Regions from separate parts of the Sus scrofa genome. Here region 2 is linked to region 1. A link is a contact called in public HiChIP or PLAC-seq data. All regions are on one chromosome and are shown on one strand. The core of a region is the stretch at or near the end of the contact, and the rest is flanking DNA. Distances in the headings are between cores, read along the strand shown.

Region 1 (5,163 bases), core at 922-3,421:
GCAGGTAGTAAAACATTGTGACTAATAGGATCATTTTTATTAAATATGATGTCCATAGTTGTTCATTTGTTATGGGAATCACCTTAAAGTAAGTCAGTTCTATAATTTTTATATGATTTTTATTTTTTCCATTATAGTTGATTTACAGAGTTCTGTCAATTTCTACTGTATGGCAAAGTGACCCAGCCGTGTGTATGTGTGTGTGTGTATATGTGTATATTCTTTTCCTCACATTATCCTCCATCATGTTCCATCACCAGTGACTAGATTTATTTCCCTGTGCTATACAGCAGAATTTCATTGCTTATCCATTCCAAATGCAATAGTTTTCACCTATTAATGCCAAGCCCCCAGTCCATCCCACTCCCTCCTCCTCCCCCTCCCCCTTGGCACCACAAGTCTGTTCTCAAAGTTCATGAGTTTCTTTTTTGTGGAAATGTTCATTTGTGCCATATATTAGATTTCAGATATATGTGGTATCATATGGTATTTGTCCTTCTCTTTCTGACTTACTTCACTTAGTATGAGAGTCTCTAGTTGCATCCATGTTGCTGCAAATGGCATTATTTTGTTCTTTTTTTGTGCCTGAGTAGTGTTCCATTGTGTATATATAACATGTGAAAATTTGTTCCAATAGGAATAATGTATTCAGGAATAATTTGAGCATGCCATCTATGCTTGTGTGTAATTTTGTCAGGGAGAAAGTCCAGGTAAATACTAAAGGTAGTACCTAACTGAATAGAAAATCTTAGGAAGATACAAAATACACACATGTACACATGCCTTTAAACCAGTGTTCTCAGTCCCCATGAATGTCATGAGCCATGGTATCCAGATCTCTTGTTTTACAACTTCATGCATGATTTCAGATAAGTCTCCTTCCATACTCCCGGTAACTCACAATCTGTGCCTCTCCCAAAACCCACTTCCACAAACAAATTGCTATGTCAGGTCTTTTTCAAGATTAAGTACCATGTTTATTGTAGAATTTATGCATTTCTCCACCATATAACATTCATGTATAAAAATATGCCACCACGTTTTATTAGGCTCCAATTTTTTTTTCTCCTATGGACCATGAGGAAGTTTCTGAATATTGCACCCTAATCCCATTTTTCTCATTAGCCCCATGGTTTCATTGCATAGTACAGTGATTTTTAGCAATAAATATGTCATATGGTAGTGCACCTGACTCTACATATACCATAATGTTAATGGTGTCTGTGGGTAATTTAATTGTTGCTTATCTACAGTTTCTTTTTATTTCTCCCCAATCATGTATTAATAGTTTAATAAATCTATGTAAACATTTTTAAAAGATGAGGTGGTAGCCAAAGGATGACCAGAGCTATTCTGGGTTGAAAGCTAATCAGAAAATCTCCACTTACTCACAGGCAATGCAATTCAGTGCCCTCTAGTCTACCTAAGAGAGGCACAATCAACCTATGCTCCTCCTGGAAAAACAGAGATAAGATCTCTTAGCAACACCTTAACAGCTTCTTCAGAATCCATATTAGTGCTAAGAAGAATACAGATGTGAATAGTTGAGAGTCCATTAAACAATGCTAATCAGATAATAAGCCACATGCCCCTAAATTGATTTGCAAACATTCCTAAGTTAACATGATACAGATCCAGAAATACATAGGCACTCACTAGTAAGATACTTTCAGTACTTACTGACTTTCAAACTTATTCTTACTGAGATTAGAGCACCTTGTCTTTTCAGGAAATATGGCTGTGGGGAGACTAAACATGAACACAATGTGGATTTCAAAAGAGAGTAAAACATGTATTTTCCTTATGTGATTTGAGTCTTGAATTTCCGCCCACTTTTCCAGAATGAACTTTCACTTGCTATCACTTTTTTTTTTTTTTCTTTCTCCTTTCCAAGCAGGTATCATATGTTTGTTTGTTTGTTTGTGTTTTCTTTTTTTAAATGATAAGTTACTCCACTTGCTGCCAAACTGCACTACCTTTGATTTGGGCAGGAGCCCTTCCTCCCCACCCCCTTTCCCACGTGCCCATTTTTGGGACTGTGCCCAATGAACTCTGAACTTCTTCCTGATCCTTGTATTTTCCTGTCTTTCTCTACACAGATCTGCTGTTGGCTGTACTCTATGGAGCTTTGTTTCTAGCTGTTCTCTGACAAAGGGCTTGATCTGTGCAGCACATCTCGTCCTCTTTGTTCGCCTCTGGCTTCAACCACTGAATCACCAAGTACTCTCCAGCTGGGAGTCAGACAAGGGCAGAGATGAAGAACCCAGAAGCCCAACAGGATGTTTCGGTTTCCCAGGGAATTCGCATGATGTTTTACATGATGAAGCCCAATGAAACGTCATTCCAAGCCCTAGAAGAGGTGCCTGATTATGTACAAAAGGTGAGATACCCTGGGAAGAGGCTACTCTTGCTTTTCTCTTCATAAGAAGTAAGTTAAACACATTTTAAGGCTTTGTGCACTTTCGTTCTTGAAATAATTCTAATAAACAATAACTGTTTCAAAAAACATGGAGCAAAAGTGGAATTTCCATTTGAACTGAATTTCTGTACCATATCCACAACCATCTTCTATGAAAATTTTCTTCCCTGGAATGTCACTGTGAAATATGATAAAAATTTTAAAAAGTTTTCCTGGATACAAATAGCATTATAAATCTAGCCATTAGAAACTCAGTATCAAATTGTTATATGGTATTAGTAAACTTTGTAATAATTTTGTTTCTAAAGGGAAAACTTGTCTTCCACCTCCCAGGAAACCATTTCCTTTTCATTTTAGCAAAGTGCTTCTACAGAATGGATATACAGCTGACTGAGTTCAACCCTGACTTCCTAAATTTGAACTTAAACCAAGTTTTCTTTGAAACTCTCAAGTGTTCAGAGGCACTTTTTACTTCTGGTTCCTGGCTGTGATTGGAAATGGAAATAACCAGAATTAGAACTTGAATACTGAAGTTCTCCACCCTGTCAAAGTTATTCCTACAACACTTACTAGTTCAGACCAGAAATAGAAAAAAATGACATCAGAGGATATGTTCTTGGGAGTTCAGTTTAGAAAATTTCAAGGCTTACCGTCAGCTTCCAAATGGAGTAAAACCCATAAAATTTTCAGGATTTTTTAAAGAAAAAAATGTGGTACTCACATCTTCATAAATCATTACTTTTATATTATAACACCAAACCTAGTCCAATATTTGTCATCAATAGTGGATGACAAATATTTTTTCTATTATATAAGAAACAATTGAATGACTAAAACTTGAATGATGTCTAAAACATTTAAAATGACCTTATTCTCTAAAATACTCAGAAGCAAAGTTTTTGTTCTACAGTGTCAATTTTGTTATTCTTGTAATTCTAATATGAAAGACTAGAATCACATGCATCTTTAAGGAAAGCCTTTTAATGTGGATCTTTCTTAGTCATGTAGACTATAGGTTTCTGATTATTGCTCTTACTTTAAAATGTATTTTTTAGATCTAACTTGAAACACATCCCTTCTAATCTTATTATTTTCTTGGCAGAATTATCATGGTTACATCCATGGTTATTTTTCATGTCCAAATCAGATGATGGAATTTGAGCACCTGTTTAATGTGTGACTGAAATGATCAGATTTCTTTGCCTGTTGGGAGGAAATTATCCTCTAGGATAGGTACATACCTTCTTCTACTATGAGCTATCACTCTGGGCCTCCCACTTTGGGAATGACTAATCAGGAAACTTGGAAGAATTTCATACGGAGCACAATAGCATCTCTTTTCTGCAATTTCCTTTCCAGGCAACCCCATATTTCATTTCCTTGATGCTGCTTGAACTGGTTGTCAGCTGGATACGCAAAGGGAAGCCACCAGGTCGTCTGGATGATGCCTTAACATCAATGTCAGCTGGTATTCTGTCTCGACTTCCAAGGTAAGTTAGATGGTTAACAACATTGAGTGAATAAACTGAAATCCTCCAAATAAGGATAAAAAGAAACTCATCATATGTGGAATTCATCTATTTTTACATATATTTCCCAAAGAACTCAGTTACTGTTGTTACTTAAATTTTTGATATTTTGTTCATCATGGGTTTTTTTACATTCATTATTAAAAATATTGCTCTAGGAGTTCCCGCTATGGCATAGTGGGTTAATGTGCTGGCTTGTCTTTGTGGAGGTGCTGGTTCAATCCCAGCCTTGCTCAGTGGGTTAAGGATTCAGCTGTGCTGTTGGTGGCTTGGATTCAATCCCTGGCCCAGGAACTTCCATATGCCATGGGTGTGGCTGAAAAAGAAAAAATATTGCTCTATGTATTATTTATCTTGATTACTGAATTTCTTGGTGCCTCTTTAAATTTTGTGGGCAAGGCATACATCTCACTTACCTTACCTTAGTCCTGGTCCTGAGTTATGTTGTAGTTTTCTACTGGAAAATTAATGTGGCCTCAGGCAGATTCACATACTACTAGAGCAATCTGGGGTATGAACATTCTCTGGTCAAAGTCACAAAAAGCTCTGGATTACTACAGTGGTCACCCAAGCGATATCCCAGTCTTTAGCCCTACTTCATTGCAGCTAAACATTTCCATAATGTGAATCTGGTGGAAATTCTTCACAGGTTACTTATTGCTTGAGTGTAATTTATTTCTTGATCTATGAAAGCATTTGTTTATCCAGTCTTGCTTCTGGTCTCTTCATTCTTCTCCCCCTAGTGTTGTTTTTTCTTTTGTTTTTTTTTTGTTTTTTTTTTTTGTTTTTTTTTGTTTTTTTTTTTTTTTTTAGGGCTGTACCTGCAGCATATAGCAGTTTCCAGGCTAGCGGTTGAATCAGAGCTACAGCCACTGGCCTATACCACAGCCACAGCAATGCTGGGTTCTTAACCGCCTGAGCAAGGGCAGGGATCAAACCTGTGTCCTCCTGGATACTAGTCAGGTTCATTTCCACTGAGCATGACAGGAACTCTCCTTTTTCCCCTTTTGCAATAGTTGCTCCTTCCATACTCTGCTCTTGCCAGATGTCTCAAATGACCATCCACGTGACCAACACTCACTCATTTCTTAAGTCTAAACATGAACTTTTCTTGAAGAGTCATCCTTTTTAGCAAATCTTACCTGTATTCCAACCTCTGCTATATACCACTTCACTATGGGCTCTATTCACTATGGAATATTGTGCTTACCTCAT
Region 2 (5,163 bases), core at 1,280-3,779, 120 kb before region 1:
TATAACTATTTCTGGTGACTATTTATGGAGGTGTTTGCTTAAATTTTTCTTTAGATAAAGCCTTTAATCTGGATTCCACCCAGAATCCATAGAGGAGCTACCCGAGTTTAGGAAGTTTAGTGTTGCTCTTTGTACTTCAGCTTTTAATATCGGAGCACATATTGAAACCATAAACACAATGAAAATCGAAAATAAATATTCCAACAATATTAGAATATATCCTCTCCTTTTTATCCTGAAAGAGCTGAGGGCTTGGGGAGTGGCAGGAAGAAACATTCTGAAGATCTAAGCCCTGGACGCCATCCTGCAAGTGCTTAAAACCCTTAAAAACGTGCAAGGTGAAGAACACCCCCTTTCCAAGTCTAAAACAATATTAGATTCCCAAAACATAACGGCAAAGAAAGCCTTACCGTCAAACGCTTGCAGCAGGTTCCAGCTCAGACCCAGACTGGAAAGTTGAGCAGCTGGTGAACAAAAGTTTTAGCCTTTTTTTTTTTTTTTTTTTTTTAAACGAAGTCTGCAAAACTAATTTCCCTCAAAATAGGGCTCAATTTCCGTTAAAGAAAGCCGCGCTTACAAATCTCAGAATTCCTGATCACCCCCACCCCATCCCACCTCTGAGCACTGGAAAACAATTCGAACTTTCACACGGATGTAAAGGTTTATTGCGAAGACACTATTCTACAGGGCCACTTAAAAGAAAAGGGAGATGGTCAAGCTGAAGCCTGAGGGACAAGGCTATGGAAAAGGTTCTGCCTTGGTGACACTTCTCAAAGATTAATCAATACTCTTTCCTAATTCAAACCAGATGGCTGTCCCAGTTTGCTGTCCCCATTAATCCCATTAACAACATCAAAGACTTGGTCCCCGCCATCCTCTAGACACCTGAGACAATGAAAATAACAGGGCAACGCTGCTGGTGGTATATTTGGGATCTCAGGCGAGATAGGTGAGCGCAGATATTCTCCGGATGCTACACGTCCTAGGCAGGACTCTGCTCCTGCAGCTCATTATGCGAGGCCGGCACACTTGCCTTGTGTAAACGATTTGGCCCCCAGCAGACAGCGTCGCCCCTCAAGCATGTGGCAGTATCAAAGCCCAGCAGCTGCTCGCATTAACTCACTGGTGGCAAGTTTTCTACTAATTTTCTATGATGCAAGATTGTAACCAGGGAGACCCAAGGTACCAGGTTTAATGAACTTTAAGAGGTACCGAAGTGTAATATTTTTCAGTAAATGGAACCATGGCGGGGGGCGGGGGGAGGAGGTGATGGGTGTGATTAGCTGATGTATTTTTGAGGGGAAGAGAGGATGGATTTCTGGAGGGAAACAAGGGGAAGTGGGCTAGTTCCTGAGGGGAAAGACTGGAAATGTGCGTAAAACATGCACATCTCATGTGACCGGGACGAAATCGCTTGGGCATATTCCTGACCCAGGAAAAGTTCTTCTTGGGGGACAAGTGACTAAGAAATGGAGTGGGACCAGGAAGGCAGAGGGGTTGGCCCTTTGAGGAAAGCAGAGGAAGAGACCCTCCTAGTACCACAGGTGAGGATGCCCGGGGTCTGTACATCTGCAGCTGTCACCGCCTCATGCGTTCCTTCGCCCCAACAGGCTCCTCGCGGCACTGGAGAATGGGCCTTTCTTGTCGGTGGGACACTTCTCAGCAACCTCGGATACGCGTCCGAACCCAAGAACAACCCACGCATAGACACTAGCCATAAAAGCTAGAAGCGCCACTGAGCCCTGGGCCTCAGTTGATGCGAAGTTGGAGAAATTTATCTGAGTGCGCTCCAAGCTAGCGCACATCTTTTTCCTGAATCCCACTGCTCTTTTCGTGCACCTCCAGAACTAGGCGCACCCCTAGCTTTCCTGCAGGTGACGATACCCAAGTGGCAGTGACAAGGCATCTTTCAAGAGAGACTTGAGCAAGTTCTGACCCTGGGTGAGCGCTTGGGGCAGGCGGGCGCTGCGGCGCGTCTGGGCCCACCGGGCGGAAAGGTGAACGGCTGCTGCCCTAGGCTCGGGTTTAGGAGACCGGCGGGTAGCTTACAGTCTTGCAAGTCTGGCAGGGGTGGGCGGGCGTGGACACGCTGCGTGCGTCCAGCCGGCGATAGGAAGTGGAACTGGGAGCGCAAGGCGCGGACTGAGAGGGAGTTTTGGAGGGAGTTTGCATGTGGTCAGCACTGGGCTCCTAAGCCAGCCCCCAGCTCACGTTACACTCTATTTATAACCTCTCAGAGCCATTTCCCCCTGAATGCAGTTCTCTGGGACCACCTTCTTTTGGCTTCAACCTCTCCCACTCTTGACATCTGAGTAGCTCAGAGGGAAGCTCCTCCAGGTCCGAGTGTTTATATGTAAAGGAGACTGGCCGCTAGGGCTCAGGACCGGGATTATCCGAGCTCTGCAGAAACTCGGGCGGCTATTGCTTTGAGAGGGGGAAAAGTCACACGGTTTCCAGTGACAAGTGACAGAGGGTGGTGGCGCTTGGAACCGTCGTGAAGTCTTCTGCCTGGAACCCGAGACGTGCATGCTATGGAACACCCGCTCTTTGGCTGCCTGCGCAGCCCTCACGCCACCGCGCAAGGCTTGCACCCGTTCTCCCAGTCCTCTCTCGCCCTCCATGGAAGATCTGACCATATGTCCTACCCTGAGCTCTCCACTTCTTCCTCGTCTTGCATAATCGCGGGATACCCCAACGAGGAGGGCATGTTTGCCAGCCAGCATCACAGGGGGCACCACCACCACCATCACCATCACCACCATCACCACCAGCAGCAGCAGCACCAAGCTCTGCAAACCAACTGGCACCTCCCGCAGATGTCCTCCCCCCCGAGTGCGGCTCGGCACAGCCTCTGCCTCCAGCCGGACTCGGGAGGGCCCCCGGAGCTGGGAAGCAGTCCACCGGTCCTGTGTTCCAACTCTTCCAGCTTGGGCTCCAGCACCCCGACCGGGGCCGCGTGCCCGCCAGGGGACTACGGCCGTCAGGCGTTGTCACCCGCGGAGGCGGAGAAGAGAAGCGGGGGCAAGAGGAAAAGCGATAGCTCAGGTAAGGGCGCGCCGGCACCCTCCGCGAAGGGGGCGGAGAGATGACAGGGAAGATTCTTACACTAGAATGAGGCGGCAGGCTGTACCGTACAGGTCTTTTACTCTCTGACTCCCTGCTGCCAAGTTCCGCGAGGCTGCTTTGGTCCTTTTATTTGAGGGCACGTGTTTCTCCTAGGGCAAAGCTGCAGCCAACTGCGCTAAACTATCCAAGATTCAAACTAGTTTACCAGAGGGTTGAGAAAAAAGGACAAGTGACAAGTATGTGAAATCGATTGCAAAGCGTGACCTTCCATCTGAGTGATGGGGAGGAAAGTGCACCCTGGAAGACAGCGCCCGCTGGGCGTGCGTGCTGGTGCCTTTCCTTGACTTTTCCCTTGTAAGTTCCCAACTCTGAGTGGCTCGATTTTTCCCATCGTTAACTGGATTTCCAAATTATTGCACAATATTTGGAACTTGCAGTGGAACTTGGCAGAGCATATGAGAAAAAAAGTTTTAGTTTTTTTTTTTTAATTCTGATTTCAGAGTTCTTTAAATAGCACCCTATTCCAAATGGTAAAAAAAAAAAAAAAAAAAAAAAAAAAAAAATACCCTTTCTTAGGGGAGAGGGCATAATCTAGGAATTTAGAAGATTTTAAAGAATGTGTCAGAATAACTAAATACATGTTTAGACCATAGAGAAAAGAGGATTAATAGTGCTGTGTTCTTGTGATGCTAACCCAAGAGAGAATTTAAGGTTCAAAAGTGGACAGGAAAATCCCCAACCAGTGGAGTATTATCCGAAACAAGAACTGGGAAACAAACAGCAGCAACCCAGGTACCGCTAGTGAGGGTGCGCACGGGAGAGGTAGATCCAAGTAAAGATAAGGAGCTGCCACGCAAAAGGGGAACCTTACTGAACGCGCATGCCTGAAGTTACAGGCTGCCAGCTAAATTTTAGCAATACAGAGAGAACAGTTTTGCGGGAGACTGTTCAAAGCCCTTACCTATCTGTATTCTTAGGAATTGTTAAAAGATGCTTTACCTTTAGGGAAGTTGTGAGTTTTCTTCTGTAGCTGAAACGCAACCTTCGTTTCATCTTTGTGTAAACTCTCGTTTGTTTAATGTAATACTTACGTATTTTCTTTCTTTGTGGAATGGGTTTAACAGTCCTGGGAGATAATTGTAGATATTAGTTTGCAGGATTGGAAATTGTTTATCCTTTATAATGCTTTAGGTAAGATCTCACATGAAAGACAGTGATTGAGCCGCGTATTTCATGTTCTTTTGGAGCAGTGGTATCAATTATTCTTCAGCGTTAGTATGGGATGGATTCTTCTATCACAAACTCAAAATCTAATTTTTGCATTCCAAGGTCAGGAATGAACTTCTAATGCCTCATCACAAACTGATTTAGATCCAAGAAAGTTACCAGCAGTATCACTCATTTTTTTTTTTTTTTAGTGGTTTTTACTAACCATAAGTGAAGCATTCCTTAGACAGAGGGTTAAAAAGGTTAATCATAGCAAGAGGTTTTCATCTTCATTGGAAAACAAAAGTCAGTTTTAGAATATAGTGATCATTTTATAAAATCAGCTTTTGATACAAATGTAACTTTTCTGGAATAAGATCTGAGTTCAGGGTGGTCACCATCACTTTTGCAATTACCAGAAGCTCTTACTGTTCATTTTACTTTCTGTTGTGAGAAACTATGTGAAAGAGGTTTCTTATGCTTCCTCAACTGAACCAATGCACTTAAGTTTCATGGGGAAAATTGATATTTTCATAAAGATACGTTATTTTGGCTGAGGAGAAATAAGGAAAGTGGGATCTAAGAGGTGTGATCTAAGAACTGGTTCCCTTCAATTATTTTAATAACAAGAAAGTTGTTAATATTAATAGTGCTACCCTTCTTTGGAGAGAAGTAACCATATACATGGTGAAGGTGATAATTAAAGTATTGGAAAAATAAACAGAAGTTTTTATCAGCTACATAAAGTATTACTATATTACATCTTGAGTGGGAAATACAGTTAGTTATCACCAAGGGTAAAATCACTGGGGAGTTAGAATGAACTTTTTTTTTTTTTTCTGATTGAATATTTTGAAAGAACTTTTGACTATCTAAAGGAAATACCCCAGC

The links. HiChIP or PLAC-seq counts read pairs in DNA pulled down with a chosen protein or histone mark.
Region 2: a contact with region 1 is called in an H3K27ac HiChIP or PLAC-seq map of skeletal muscle. The contact joins the promoter of MEOX2 here to the enhancer-like site in region 1. A contact is called at or near these places in 10 of 47 Hi-C or Micro-C datasets (embryonic fibroblasts, fetal skeletal muscle, heart right ventricle and 6 more) and 1 of 2 datasets of contacts at active chromatin or transcription factors (skeletal muscle).

Annotation. Positions count from the first base shown.
Region 1 is chr9:84,891,764-84,896,926 of Sscrofa11.1, reverse strand. It overlaps AGMO (alkylglycerol monooxygenase), which reads left to right. Exons shown (of 14, transcript XM_003130179.6): 2 at 2,100-2,380; 3 at 3,779-3,909. The coding sequence starts at 2,255. Among named protein-coding and RNA genes, the nearest start is that of AGMO, 37 kb to the left of the region's middle. Within about 2 kb of position 2,171, at least 19 of the 83 cell types and tissues checked have an H3K27ac peak or open chromatin away from gene starts, as enhancers often do. A contact at or near this core is called in skeletal muscle, where this site is marked.
Region 2 is chr9:85,007,305-85,012,467 of Sscrofa11.1, reverse strand. MEOX2 (mesenchyme homeobox 2) reads left to right here and starts at 2,529. Exons shown (of 3, transcript NM_214121.1): 1 at 2,529-3,045. The coding sequence starts at 2,532. It overlaps LOC106504971 (a long non-coding RNA gene), which reads right to left and starts at 2,025. Exons shown (of 2, transcript XR_001298980.2): 1 at 411-2,025.